2 separate regions of the Dromaius novaehollandiae genome follow, and region 2 is linked to region 1. A link is a contact called in public Hi-C data. All regions are on one chromosome and are shown on one strand. The core of a region is the stretch at or near the end of the contact, and the rest is flanking DNA. Distances in the headings are between cores, read along the strand shown.

Region 1 (2,540 bases), core at 20-2,519:
TGGTCACAGATACCATCTCTGATAAAGCCAAAATAAACTATGAAAAGTGTAGCTAAGGAATATGTTTCACAAGAGAAAACAAGAAGTTCCTGGAACAACTGATGGTTTTCAAGACCCATTTTAGGAGCTCATTTCTCAAATTATGTTGGTAGGTATGGTTTGGGCCATGACCGCCAAGTTTCACTGTGCATTTCTCATATCTTGATCTCTGAATCTTTTCTAGACCATTCCTTCTAGTTCCAGCAGTCCGTAGGTGATATAGCACAACTCATTATTTTTTAAAATGTCTAATCTATATTTAGCATTGCTCCCTAAATTAAGCACTCCTCTGAAGCTAATGAAAGATTTAAATCTGGAAGCTCTTTAGCTTTTAGCACCCGAATTTGGTGATAAGAAATGTCAACAAAATATTCATTTTAGTTCCCTTCTGCATGTATGTTTGTCTTGACAATCTGTGTGTTTACTTCGGGTTCTCAATAGGTACATGCATTTATGTACGTACATATTTTTGGATGGGCGTGCAAGTGGACTGGGCTTCATAATAGATATGTTGCATATGTATGAAAGCACATGTGTTCATGTACAGGATTCGGACATGAAGATATTTCTTTGGGCAGTTGTAATTTGGGATGAGGCAAAGTAGTGCTCTGGTCTGTGACAACACCCTCTTCCTGAGAGCTTGGGACTTGCTGCCTCACTTGGGACAGTTTTCTCCCCCTCAGTCTATTTCAGAGGGTGGGGTCTGGAAAGCAAACCCTCTTAAAGTATCTCACGTACATTCAAAATCAGTAGTCACTTAGCAAAGTGTTGAAAAGGGTCCTGGGGACTACTCTAAGACTTAAGTTTTGCTCTGCATGAGAAAGATGCAGGGTATTGTTCTTAATTTTTCTTCCTTCAAAATTTGTGATGGATACATGGCAGAATGGCCCCTATTTTTGACAGGGACCAAAAATCCCGTTATGTTGCCTGGTCAGACCTGCGCCCTTCCCCTGCTGAATTTGCACTTATGCTGTTTGGGTACTGTCTGTTTAGGTGTGCTAGCTTTTGTGTTTAAAATATCTGTTGCTCTGAAATCCTTGAATTTAAAATGTTTGTGTGGAATGAAAGGCAAAAATCTCTCCCCCTTGTCTGCAGGGCCTTGGGTGACTGAGCTATTGCCTTATGAACAATAGTGCAAATGTTTAAACAATAAAGTCGTCCCACGCTCCCCCTCATACTGAACAAAGCACTGTGTGGTACGTCAGCAAGACTGGTGCTGCGCTGAGCTCTGGGGTTTTTTTTCAGGCCTACGAGCTAATGCTTACATGATGCAGGAATTGCTATAGAGCCAGGGGTCCTGCTCCAGGGGAAAAACAAACCAGCCTCCCTCTGAAGCCGTGGGATGTAATCTGAGTAAAGTCTGAGTAAACTGAAAGAAGCAATTCTTAAGCTGGACTTTGTGGCATAAGGAATGCCACACAGGATGCGTAAGAGGAAGAGTGGCTCCATGAGAGGTTTTTTGGGTGAGGACTGTGGAGCCTGCTTATTTACTGCATTGCTGAGTGAGACCCTTGGGAGACTTTGAGGAAAATCATCTATTGTCTTAAATCATCTATTGTCGTACATGGGCGCCAGCCCCAAGGTGTTACTCTCTGTGTAGGCTCTGCCCTCGTGTGGCTGCAGAGCTCCTTGAGGGGGAAGGTACAGAGCCAGCTGTGCACCCACCTAGCAGAGCAAAAGTGCTTGCCCAGAACAAACTGCTTTTTCAGGCTGGAAAACATTTATCCTGGCAAGCGTGTGCTGAAGATGGTGAGTATGTTTGCAGCTGTAAGGAGTCGCTCAAGTGCAGAGACAGTCATCTTTTATAACCATTTAAATAAAACTTAAACAAAAAAAAACCCTTAAACACTGTCAGCAAAATCTTGTTTCTTCTTGCTTGATCTCATCTGCACCCGAACATGAGATAAAAAATTATCAGGAAATAATTATTTGAGTAATAAAAGCCCTAAAATCTAGAAGGGAGCTTGGATTTGTTATCTACATTCTTTTTATTTGAGGCGCGCGTTGTAAATCCCAGCACGTATCCAAATGCAAATTTTAATTTCAGTTTCATTACTGCTTGCTACAGTGGGACCCTACCCAAGCTTTGGAAAGGCAGAGGTCTGCTCACTTTGAGCTCTTTTCCAGACTTTGCGTAGCCAGTTTCCATAACTGGCACCCTATACTGGGTACCTTTGATTAAAGAACTAATAATGACTAAAGGGACCAGCCTTTAAGTACAGTCAGCTGTCTCACGGAAGCGTAATTATGAGACTTGCATGAAAGTTTGGGAAAAAGCTCACGCTGGTGCCTGGAAGGACACAGCATGCAGTTCAGTGGTGAATCGGCTCCGAATTACCTGAAATTGTGTGTACTATTGGAAAAAAGGTTTTTTTTTGAAATGTGCAGTTGTTGTCATCCTATTGAATGCCTGTCTGATGTTACTCACCTCTAGCAGACGAGCTTATAGGCAAAGGGCTTCTCAAATCCAGAGCATGTTTGCTGAGGGCAACAAGCACAGA
Region 2 (2,540 bases), core at 11-2,510, 49 kb before region 1:
AAAGTTTGCTCACTTAATAACAAGATTAATTCACAGCACAGCATGCGTGTTAAGCCTCTTCCAAATGGTTAAGGTGGCCAGATCTTCTCCCAAGAGAAGTCACAGATAGGAGAGGACAAAACCAAGACGGATAAGCCATTTCTGTGCAAATCAATTTTGTTCACTGCAGGCATCACAGCAGTAGTCTGCATCTAAGAGATTAAGCACAGACAGGCTAAGGATCATGAGCATAAGCTCAGAGAGATCATATCCTGCAAGAGAGCTATCTGGAAGAAGGCAGGGAAATACGACAATGCAGCGGTTTACAGAGCCAAATGTATGCACCACTCAACTCATCGCAAAATCGCTTACATTCATGCACATCGCATTCAAAGATCAACTGCCTTAACAGGAACAACAAGGTATCCTAATCCTACCAGCTGCAACACAGCAGAAATGTGTTCCACTGAGATGCTGTCTGTCCTCAGAGCAGAGAATACAAACTGTGAGTGAAGACACTCATCACTGCTTATTTCTCATGACTGCATCGAGATGATCACATGAAGATCAGGGCACTGTTTTGAAGAGCTACATCAGCACACAGCAAGAAGTTATCCTTCCCACAGAACTTTCAACCCAAAGGAAACAAGAGGTGATAAAAAAATAGCACTATCATTCTCGAAAGAAACACAATCAAAGTTCAGGCAAAAGCCACCAACAGAATTGGTCTCAGCTTGTACTGCTGCACAGGGTTATTCCACCAAAGGTGACAGACTTCGCGCCTATTTTAGTTGACAGGCTGGAGGAACAGGTTGAGGGGAGCCTTGAAGTTCAAGGTTCCTTTGAACAGCAGCCCTACACTTCAGCACATCTAGTTCCTTCCAGTTTGGGATTGCCCGTGAGCTTGCGGGTGGCATGCTCTGTCCCATCAAGATCACTGACGGAAATCTTAAACAGTCTCAGCCCCAGTAATGAACGCGAGGATCACCACTCGGTCGTCAGTTAAACAACTACCCTCCGAGCCCAGTGATCCAGCCAGTTGTCCATCCATGCCGTTCTCATGCCCCCCCAGCACATCCATGATTTGACAAGTACATCAGGGTGAAACTGCTTACCTGCACACATGAGTTTGTGCTTTTCTAGCCTCAAAAAGGTGCTCTCCCACACTGCACAGCATAATGTGGTACTGGTCTTACTCAGACACAGTGAAAGTAAGAGCCTTAAGTATCCCAACCCACTTCCTGTGATTCTCAGCACATTTCTTGGAGGTCTCCTGTCCAAGTATTGCCCACACCCAGTCTTAGCTGATGCAGTATGACATGACCATAATTTTTGTGCTTTAGAAATAATTGGATCCAGGTCTGACCATTTAAAGCAGCAATTGACGTTTCAGTGCAGTAGATCTCCGCTTCCTACCCTAGGCATGCATACAGCTGCACGGGAAGGCTGCAGTTTCCGAAGGAAGTCAGCACCCAGCAGAATTCTGTAGGTGAGCCGCTAGGTAAACTGGGTTTCTTGAGTACTTCCAGCTACGTATGTCAAGAGATTGAAGTCAATGTAGGTAAGAGAATAGGCGCCCAGAGAGAGGGGCTGTTATATACACTGCTGTCCAGTTTCTACCTTTTTTTTTTTTTTCCCCCAATTCAGATCATGAAGGTCTCATTTACTTGTTGATCCTTTCTCACTATTTCTATTGAACCTAATGTTTTAAAAAGAAAGAAAAGGACTAGAATTCTTTGCGACTAAGAGCACAAACCAGTATAACCCAAAGCAGAATAACTGAAGTCATACCTAAGTGTTACAAAAAAGCACATACTCTGAAAGCCTAAAAATTAATAACAGAAGGAGAGTCATGCCTTAGAATCCAAATAAATGTAGAAATGCTGCCAAATCTGTCCACATAAGTCCCAGTGATCTCGTATTTTATTAGATGTATAGATAGGAGACCAAGTAATGTAGAAGGAATTCAGCAAACCAAAACTGGGAGAGGGAAAAGATTGTTCTTCTGGGGTTATTTTTAAACTTGGAGGCAATATAGCTTGATGAATTCAACATGCCTGTGAGCTGAAAGGAAGACACAGGATTTGCCATAAAGATGGTGGAGGACTTTTTCCAGAAGACTCTACATCTGGCTTTCAGAAAGGTTTTGAATCCTTCACAAGCAATCTCAGACCCATAACAACATGACTATTTGTCAACAGTTGGGTTATGCATAAGTCAAACTCATAAGGAAGAGGAAAAATCCTTCACAATTCTTATGCAAGCGTTAATTCCTGAGGGATAGCTTAAAAGGAAGCAAGGCTCTCAAAAGTAGCAAATTCACTAGACAGGACTACTTTCCCAGCTGCAGTAGTCATTGGGATAGGATCTGCTAATTTCTACAACCAGCATACTTAAGAGAAACAAAAGGGCAAAGTCAGCTTCTCCACGTTAGTGTAATAGATGTTCATGCCCTACAGTGGTGGCAGAGGCACACTTACCACCACAGATACAGGCAAATAATACACTTAGACATTTTGCCCACAAAAGTCTAGTGAAAACCAGACAATAGCAGCAAACTA

Evidence for each region. A called contact is a pair of places that touch in the nucleus more often than the background predicts.
Region 2: a contact with region 1 is called in a Hi-C map of ovary, with 2.6 times the contacts expected there. The contact joins the promoter of GRAMD1B here to the enhancer-like site in region 1. A contact is called at or near these places in 3 of 4 Hi-C or Micro-C datasets (brain, liver and ovary).

Annotation. Positions count from the first base shown.
Region 1 is chr21:4,896,575-4,899,114 of bDroNov1.hap1, reverse strand. The region is part of intron 1 of CLMP (CXADR like membrane protein); the gene reads left to right. Among named protein-coding and RNA genes, the nearest start is that of HSPA8, 17 kb to the right of the region's middle. Within about 2 kb of position 1,269, at least 1 of the 2 cell types and tissues checked has open chromatin away from gene starts, as enhancers often do.
Region 2 is chr21:4,945,095-4,947,634 of bDroNov1.hap1, reverse strand. GRAMD1B (GRAM domain containing 1B) reads right to left here and starts at 1,260. Exons shown (of 19, transcript XM_064524292.1): 1 at 1,095-1,260.